Regions from separate parts of the Mus musculus genome. Here regions 1 and 2 are each linked to region 3. Evidence: chromatin contacts called from public HiChIP or PLAC-seq and promoter capture Hi-C data. All regions are on one chromosome and are shown on one strand. Each heading gives the region's core, a stretch centred on a gene start, on an enhancer-like site or on the middle of the called end of the contact. The rest is flanking DNA. Distances are from core to core; before and after follow the strand shown. Region 1 holds the start of Ptpn9 (protein tyrosine phosphatase, non-receptor type 9). Region 2 overlaps Pstpip1 (proline-serine-threonine phosphatase-interacting protein 1). Region 3 holds the start of Lingo1 (leucine rich repeat and Ig domain containing 1).

Evidence for each region. Promoter capture Hi-C pulls out the DNA fragments that hold promoters and counts their contacts. HiChIP or PLAC-seq counts read pairs in DNA pulled down with a chosen protein or histone mark.
Region 1: a contact with region 3 is called in a promoter capture Hi-C map of embryonic stem cells, with 9 read pairs. The contact joins the promoter of Ptpn9 here to the promoter of Lingo1 in region 3. A contact is called at or near these places in 3 of 39 promoter capture datasets (all in embryonic stem cells) and 2 of 484 Hi-C or Micro-C datasets (both in embryonic stem cells).
Region 2: an HNF4G HiChIP or PLAC-seq map of pancreatic cancer cells shows a contact between it and region 3. The contact joins the enhancer-like site here to the promoter of Lingo1 in region 3. A contact is called at or near these places in 1 of 15 datasets of contacts at CTCF or cohesin (embryonic stem cells), 3 of 484 Hi-C or Micro-C datasets (embryonic fibroblasts and embryonic stem cells), 8 of 115 datasets of contacts at active chromatin or transcription factors (embryonic forebrain, embryonic stem cells, forebrain and 3 more) and 2 of 9 other capture datasets (adipose tissue and embryonic stem cells).

What each region holds. Positions count from the first base shown.
Region 1 is chr9:56,993,446-56,996,250 of GRCm38.p6, forward strand. Ptpn9 (protein tyrosine phosphatase, non-receptor type 9) reads left to right here and starts at 1,523. Exons shown (of 13, transcript NM_019651.2): 1 at 1,523-2,211. The coding sequence starts at 2,149.
Region 2 is chr9:56,126,923-56,129,742 of GRCm38.p6, forward strand. It overlaps Pstpip1 (proline-serine-threonine phosphatase-interacting protein 1), which reads left to right. Exons shown (of 15, transcript NM_011193.3): 13 at 563-615; 14 at 805-938; 15 at 1,667-1,968. The coding sequence ends at 1,798. Among named protein-coding and RNA genes, the nearest start is that of Tspan3, 33 kb to the right of the region's middle. Within about 2 kb of position 1,484, at least 76 of the 459 cell types and tissues checked have an H3K27ac peak or open chromatin away from gene starts, as enhancers often do. A contact at or near this core is called in embryonic fibroblasts and pancreatic cancer cells, where this site is marked.
Region 3 is chr9:56,634,095-56,637,175 of GRCm38.p6, forward strand. It overlaps Lingo1 (leucine rich repeat and Ig domain containing 1), which reads right to left and starts at 1,554. Exons shown (of 2, transcript NM_001311076.1): 1 at 981-1,554. The coding sequence starts at 986.

The sequences.
Region 1 (2,805 bases), core at 273-2,772, 360 kb after region 3:
TGGCTTGCTCAGCCTGCTCTCTTATAAAACCCAAGACTACCAGCCCAGAGATGGTCCTACCCACAAGGGGCCTTTCCCCCTTGATCACTAATTGAGAAAATGCCTTACAGTTGGATCTCATGGAGGCATTTCCTCAACTGAAGGTCCTTTCTCTGTGATAACTCCAGCTGTGTCAAGTTGACACAAAACTAGCCAGTACAACATGTATGGGTGTTTTTTTTTTCCTGATGTATGTTTATACATCACATGCTCCTTAAAAGTTCTATACTACCACGTGGGTACTAGAATTGAACCCAGATCCACTCCAAGGTCAGCCAGTATTCTTAACCACTGACCCATCACGCGAGTCCCTGAGTGTCTTCATTATTTTACTTCCTGATACATCTTCCATTATCTTATACTGTCTTATTTTAACTCCAGTGCATAGTGCAGTGTCTGGTGTGCAGATAGACTTGTTATAGACTGTCTTCCAGTTTCAATACTGAAACCAACTCCTGAGTAGGTTCCTGAGTTCAGCGTAGAGTTCATTTTACTGGTGGCAAAAGACAAACTAACATAGTTGAGGGGCAAGGAGGCATGGACATGCCTTTAATTCCTTCACTCAAGAGGCAGATCTCTGTGAGTTCAAGGCCAGCTTGGTCTACACAGCCAATTTTGGGACAGCCAGGGGTACATAGAGATCCTTTCTCAAAACTCTGTCTTTCCTGGCCCCCTGACCCTCCACACACACAAAGGAAAAAACTTAGCAGAGGTAACCCTGAAGCTGCTATTGCACTGGTGCCAAAATGGAGTTAAGAATATATATAATTTATTTTTTAAAAAGTTCTCCAAGATGGGCATCAAAACCTATAGCATTTTCTTTTCCGAAGACCCATCCCCTGGTTCTTTCTGGACTTCAGTCCTGGGGGGACTAGTTGTGGCACTCCGATTTCTTGAAATCCTTCTAGAATACTTATCTTTGGTCTAACATGATAAAAAAAATCACAGTAGGCCCAGCCCTGCCTTCTCAATGCTCCTATCCTGAGAGACCCAGACTCTGCTGTTTACCCTAGAGTAAAATCATGCATTTGCAAAGGCTGTGGGCTTCCTGAATGAATTCTGAAACAGGATGTCTCTCTCTGTCTCTTCCTCACTCTCTCTTTGTACCCGATTACAATTAGCTACAATGATGCTGGACTACAGGATACATTCATTGAGCAAAGAAATGCGGCCCTTGCTTATCTGTCAGATCCGAGGCATCTTGGACCTCACAGGCAACCTTTCAGACCCTACCACGAATAGGTAGAAGCCGCCCGTGAATACCGGGAAGGGCACCGGTCCTCGCGCAGTTTTGGATTCTTTTAACTCCCAGTCGCGTCTCCCTCCCGCTCCCGTAGGGGAGTCGCCTCTCGTCCCCGCAGCCCCTCCCCCGCCGCGCCGCTCCGTTCCGCTCAGCCTCCCCTCCTCCCAGCTCCTCTCTGTCTCCCCCTCTCGGACAACGTCCCCGTCCGGCCCGGCCCTCCCCGGCTCCTGTTTGTGAATGAGATGCTCAGTTTCTCAATGGAGCCGTGGGGGGCTCGGGCGGACGCGGCGCAGGCCGCAGCGCTGGCCCTGAGCCGGGAGGGGGACGCCTTTTCCTCGCTCGCTCGCGCCCGCCCTCCCTGTCTCCGCGGCGGCTTTTGAGGAACTGGGCCGCGAGGCCACGGAGCAGTTCGCAGGGCCCGCATCCCCGTGGACGCCCGGGCTGGGCGGTCTCGAGGCGCCGGCGAGCTCTGCCCCGGGGGTTAAGCGGCTCGGAAGGCCGACGGCCTCCAACTCCCGCCAGGCGCCTTCGCGGTGGCTGTAAAAGTTGTGGACTCCTAAAAAAGAAAGAAAGCCAAGCAGACCTCGAACTGCTGTTAGTTCCTCGCCCGCACTTTCTCCTCCTCAGGACAGGAGGGGTGGCGTGAGGAAAGGAGTGAAGCAAACAGGAGGCATTTCCTCTCCGCGGGGAGCGACAGCGGGCTCTCCCCGGCCAGCAGGAGCGGCGTTGGCAGCCGCCGCGGGCGCCGGGCGCTCGCACCATGCGCGAGCCGACCGAGAGCTGCTGAGGCGCCGGGCCACAGAAGCGGAGCGCGAGTGCAGCGGGTTCTGGCGCTCGCCCACCAGACCTGCCCCGGCGGCGGCGGGATGGAGCCGGCGACCGCGCCCCGGCCGGACATGGCGCCGGAGCTGACCCCCGAGGAGGAGCAGGTAAGCGCCGCTGCAGCGGTGGGTGTGTCCGAGCCTCCGAGGCCTAGGCCGGCCTCTGTTCGCCGGGCTGCGCTCCTCGCCCCGGGCCCTCAGCGGCTCCTGCTCGCATTTCAGGCCTGCGGGCTGGCCTCCCCGGGCCGGAGACCGCGCCCCAGGCCATCGCCCAGCCCAGCCCCGGAGCCGTGGGACCCCTGGCTCTGAGATTCTTATGCTTCGAGACTTCCGGGGGGGGGGGGGTCCGTGCTGCTCCATTTCAATGAATATTAAAGTTCCTCGAACTGGGGCGGGCTCCCCACTGGATGACTGCAGGACACCTTGTCCCAGGCCCTTCTACTCTCTGGAAGCGTTTGCATTTTTTTTTTTTTTTCTCGAGGGTCCGTTGTTTTCAAGGGCAAGGAAAGCCATTTGGGGGGAGGATTCCTAGGTGGTTGTCTCCGTTCCCAAGATGGGGGGAGGTAGCGCTGGTAAAGAGGTGGCCCAGATTCTCAAAGGAGCCCTTCAGGCTTTCAGACTGCTGTGACGGGCCTACTTGGACAGATCCTGAAAGATCTGTTCCTTTTCTAGCTCCCCAAGTCCCTGGCCTTGACCTCCCTA
Region 2 (2,820 bases), core at 234-2,733, 510 kb before region 3:
TCCTTGTCTGTCTGGCCCTACTGAGAGGCAGGGTAGTGTCTTAACTGAGAGGTAGCACGGGTGACTTCCAGGTGGCTTATGAATGGCCCAAAGCCCAGACATTTGGATTCACCAGGCTTTTAGAGGGCCATCTCCCTGGCCTGGCTGTAGTCAGGTGCCAAGGCCCTAGTTCTGTGTCCTGTGGGTGACCTGGCCTAGTCATTGCGCAGCCAAGGAAAAGACGACTTGCTTGGCCCACACTGGCTGGGCCTGGCAAGATATGTGGGAGCTGAACTTTAAAGGTAGCTTCCTCCTCCCCACAGAGCCTGGGGCTGGGGATCTGGTGGGGATGGGGCCCTGCTGGCTGCAGGTGCGGAGATGACCAGGAGAGTGACCATGGGAGGAGAGGATGCTGAGAACGAAGGGACTATCAGGAATGGCTGTGGGGAGGCCTGCTGCCATGGAGGCCTGTGGTGGTAGCAGGTTGGCAGAGGTCCTGAAGCGCTGAGAATTCCCAATTATCCCCTTTGCTTCCAGTGAGGTAAGGCAAGGCCTACCCCTCTTCTCTCCTCCCTACCACCAGGTTCTCTGGGCTGCTACATGGAAGTCCCAAGACCACACCTTCTGCTCCTGCTGGTAAATAAGGGGGAAGGGCTAATGGGAGAGGGGACATGTCTCCCACCAGTGGGGATGAGAGGACTCCTGTATAGCATTGATGGAACACTAATGTCCCAGAGGGAAAAGGTATTCTGTCCAAGAGTGTGGATGGTGTAGGATTAAGCCCCACCCCAGCAGTCTCAGATTCGGGCCTCATCCTGCTCTCAGCTTCCACAGAGACTCTGACTCCCACCCCTGAGCGGAATGAGTTGGTCTACGCATCCATCGAAGTGCAGGCGACCCAGGGAAACCTTAACTCATCAGCCCAGGACTACCGGGCACTCTACGACTACACCGCACAGGTGAGGGCTTCCCCTTGTGCCTGGGAGCACGCCTGGGGCGTGAGCACTTACATAGCACCAGAGACTGGAATAGTTCAGTGGACATCTGCTGGACCAGGATCTGCTGTGGATAGATCAGGCCTTGTGCACAATGACCAAAAATGAGTCCTTGAGCTGCCCTGGAACTATTTCCTGACATCCTTGGAGAAAGGTGGGCAGGGCACCCACAGAGCATCTGTGCTTGAGATGGACTGAAGTCCAACACAAGCCCTGGGCTTAAGGGGGTAGGGGTAGACCTGGAAGGCAGGCCCTGAACTTGGGCTAATACACCCACACATATAGGCAGACATGTAGGCAAGCTAGATGGGGCTGTACTGAGGTCACATTCAGGGGTACAGACCTGGACAGTAACAGGGTACTCAGGTAGCAGTAGATTGCTGTGTGATTTGTCTAGAGCTTGCCCTTACGTTGTGACAAGCACTTCTGAGGAGCTGCAGTGGTTGGAGCAGTGAGAGAAGTCCAGGATGGGAGGTCTCCATGACAACCTGAGCTTGTTAGGAGGCCAAGTGCCTTTGGGGAAACCCCACAGCCTGTCTATCTGCAAAGGAACCACTCTGGAGGCCTTAGCATGACTCAGCAGACTGCTTGCCCTGGGAGACAAACATGCACTGCCAAAGTGGGGGCCGCAGAGCACAGCACCCCGTCCTGGTGGCTCCTCCCATCTCACACACTTGCCATTTCTTGCCCAGAATTCTGATGAGCTGGACATTTCCGCGGGAGACATCCTGGCGGTCATCCTGGAAGGGGAGGATGGCTGGTGGACTGTGGAGCGGAACGGACAACGTGGCTTTGTCCCTGGGTCGTACTTGGAGAAGCTCTGAGGAAAGGCTAGCAGTCTCCACATACCTCCGCCCTGACTGTGAGGTCAGGACTGTTTCTTTCCATCACCGCCCAGGCCTCACGGGGCCAGAACCAAGCCCGGTGGTGCTGGGAATGGGCTGGGTGCTGGCTACTCTCAATAAATGTCTCCCAGAAGGAGTAAAGCGGCACATTCTTCCTTTGCTGGGGTCCTTTTCTCTTACCCAGTGTCCAGGGCCTCGATCCAGAGAGCCAGAGTATACAGAGGCTGGGAGAACAGAGCTCTGCCACTAACAGGAGCAGTCAGGCCCAGTCTCAGCCAGGGACAGAGGAGAGGCCTCGACCCAGGTGCCCGAAGCTCCCAGGCTGCCAGAGCTACATTCATACTTGGGACAGCCAGGAAGATGCAAGTGAGAGGGGCTCAGGAGGGCCACAATGAGATGAGGCATCCTGTGACAGGGAAGTGGGGCACAGAAGGATGTGGAGAGGCGGCAGCAGCCACGTTTGCCAGAAGGCAAATGTCTGAGCATACATAAGAACATAGGGGATAAGAAGACTGCTGGGGACGAGAAAGTGCTGGTGGCTCTGGAGGCGGCACACAGCCCTCAGTGTTCCTCCTTGACACGACCCCGTCATGTCTGTGCCTACCTCACAGGAACCAGCTGTGGGCCCGTGGCTTCCCTGCCTGCCCACCTGGAAGCCAGCAATAGAGGCCTAACCATGTACCAGGCAAATGTCAGCAGCCAGAGGTGAAACTGTGAGCAAGTATGGTCTAGAGAGGGGGGAGGAGGGGGTTGCTGCAAGGCTCCTCCATGTTCATCACCAATGCATCTCCATTCTCTGATCCTCACCGGAGCAGAAAGGCAGGCTTGGCTAAGCAACCATGCAGATTGACAAGGCTGGGCCGCCTTTGGGTTGTGCTCTCTTATCCATCTCAGACATGAGGGCACTTTACAGGCTGGGTCCAGGCAGCAGATTGCCTGGAACCAAGGCTCTGGGGCTGAGGATCAGGCTAGCTGTTCTGAGGCGTCTGCCATCACTGCTT
Region 3 (3,081 bases), core at 304-2,803:
CTCTTGCACTCCCACCCACCAGGGCATAGCTGTTCCCATCTTCCATGTGCCCCAGTCGCCACACCACCCACCACAGGGCATTTGAGAACAAAGGGGAGGTGCCGCCACAACAAGAGCTGGTCAGGGGCTGGTCAGGGACCCCAGCAATAAGAGACCCAGGGGACTGCCTACCTGCCTGGCCCCTCCCCTTCTCAAAGTGGGACCCGCCCAGAAAGAAACATCTGGGTGTCTTAGAGGGCAGGAAGCCCAAAACCCACCCGAATAGGGTGCGTTTGGGGGGACACACACAGGAGGCTCCTTCCTCACCTCCCCCCTTCTCAGCAGGCTCCCACTTCCCACCCATTTCCCTAGGAATGAAAAGTGGGGCAGGAGGAGGTGAGAAGCCCGGCTGAACGAAGACAAAGGGGAGCCCCGAAGGTTCCTGGGTCTTCCTCAACTGGACTCCCCCCTCCCTTTTCTTCCGCCCTCCACCTCCCTTTCATCCAGGCGGAGCGAGAAAGGAGCCAGAAAGAGGCTGACAAGGTTCCTGTGGAGAGAGGGGCAATCCTAGAGCCTGGGGAGAAACTGTTTGCTAGCTGTGTCCTCAAGCTTAAGGGTATTAGCCAGGGCTGGGGAGTGGTCTCTGGTCCACCGAAAGGGACTCACCCAGAGCTGAGAGAACATATCCTCTTGGGTGACCACTGCCCAGAATGGGAGGATGATTTAGGGGGCACCAGGGCAGGAATGGAAAGGAATGGTAGGGATCTCTCCTTGACCACGGGTCCCAGCTTGCCAACCAGGGATCTGTTAGGACCAGCGGAACGGAAATGGGAAAATCATTTGAAACTTGAGGGTCAGGCCTGCGACCCCAAAGGGGGTCTGGGCGGTACAAGGTGCCCTACATAGCCCCATGAGGGTGAAGCCTGGGCCGACAGCAGCTTCCAGCTCCCAGCTCGCCGCAGGGCTGCCGACTCGGGCTCGGCCAAGACGGAGGGGCTCACCTGCATCTCGGGCGCGCTGTCCGTCCGCTCGGCTTGGTCACCAATCGCATGTCTCTCTTGCCGGCGCGGCCCCAGCCCCAGCCCAGCCCCCCTCCTCGGTCTCCTCCTACAACACCTCCGCCCGGTCCGCGCGCCCTCGCAGGGCTGGCTGTCCGTCTGTCTGTCCCACGCGGGCGGGAGCCCAGTCGACTCTAGGGCAGGAGCTCGGGAGTCGGGGGCGGAGGCCGAGGCCCTGGCCGTAGCGGGCTGAGGAGCCGGGGCTCTCAGGACGAGTGTTGCGGGCTCCCGGAGCCTGGCTCTGTCCCTTGGGCCGGCCGGGAGCGGCCGCCACCGCCTCTACCGCTGGGGCCGGGGTCGAGGCCGGGCGTTCTCTGCAGCGGGGCCGGGGCCAGGGCTGGGACCGGTGGGCAGCTGCCGCGCATGCTGCTCTGAGCCCCGCGTCGGGAGAGGGGCCCGAGCGGCGCGGGTGGGGACTCCGCGCGCTCCGGGACCGGGACGGGTCCAGGTCCGGCCGCCTCCTGAGCTGCCGCCCGCTCCGGCTCCCGCGCCGGCTCCCGCTCGGGCTCCGCGCTCTGCCGCGGCGTGGGGAGGGAGCGAGAGGAGCGAGCAGCGAGCCAGGGAGGGAGGAGGGACAGAGGGAGGGAGGGAGGGAGCTAGTGAGCGAGCTCTGGAGCCGGGCGGGGGAGGAGAGAGAAGGCGCGGCCGCAAAACCTGGGTGGGGGTCCTTCTTTCAGAGAACCGGACGAAGATGGAGGAGCGCCCCAGCAGCTGCCCAGCGCCCAGGGCGCAGCGAGAGTGGCAGCGGGGCGCAGACGAAGAACGCTCCCGGGCCGGCGCCCCCGCGCTCCCGCCCTGCACCACGCAGCGCCCCTCTGGGTCCCAGGCTCCAGCAAGTCTTAAGCCAGCCCAGCCCGCGGTCTTCCCAGAGTGCGTGCACCCATTCGCGTTTGATTGTCTCTGGCCACATGCGTGTGCATGTGAGCGCGTGTGTTCACACGTGTTAACTGGGGTCACTGCACACTGCCGTGTGGACCGACACACGCACGTGGACAGACAGCCCCCACACCCCCCAACCTGATCACGGTTGTTTAGAGGACAGCTTGAGGAGGGTCAGGTCTTGACCCCTCCTCTCGAAATGTCCAGGACACCCCCCACCACACACACACACACACACACACACATACACCACACCACACCACACCACCACCACCATTGCTTCCTAGGGATCTTAGGGTGAGGCCGGCCGCCGGGAAGCACAGGAAGGGGATGTGGAAGCCGAGCTGGCTAAGTGGGTCTACCGGGAGGCCAGGTCTAGAATCTGCTTTAGCATCCCAGTCCCCTCCCCGTCGGGTTTCCTGTCCAGCAGAGGGCAGCAGGCCTATCTGCCAGGCTCCGGACGGTGGCACTCTACCAAGTGACCAGCAGAGGGCAGTATAGATCCTCGGTCTGGGCTTAGCTATTTACCATCTAACTCCCTAAAATAAATACTGAGTTTGGTGGGTACCACATCTTCAGATGGCTCCACAGAACAAGACCTTTACATAGAGACCCAAACTCTTCTTGGGCCACAGATCAGAGACTAGCCTGGCAGGGTGGCCTGGCAAGGGCTGCGGTGTAGGCAGGCAACCCGTTGGGACCTCATCTATCTACTGCACCTCTTTCCATCTGCTTGAAGCCAGATGCCCCTTAAAACCATGCCAGATTGATTAGAATAACCATCAATGAAGACACCACAAGGCAGAGTTCCCTTCTCCCCATTAGCACCTCAGCACTCCCGATAGTTTGTAGGCAGGCAAAGAAGGAAGCTGAGCAGGGCAGGAAGAGACCAGCGCAAGGCCTGTCTTTCTGGGGTGGGCAAGGATCCCGTTCCCAGTACCTCGTTCTCCTTCCAAGGAACCAGACTGACATTTCGGAGATACCTGGCTGGCTTGGAGAGGCCAGCTTCAAGTTCCCACCCCCAGCACTGTCTTGATTTCCACAGACCAGCCTTACACACATAGTCCAAAGAGTTGCACAAACCTGTTCCAGCGAAACCGATCTTGGATACCTCTCAGCCTCACTGGCACACCACTGCTTGGGACATTCCTGCCTTCTGTCTATG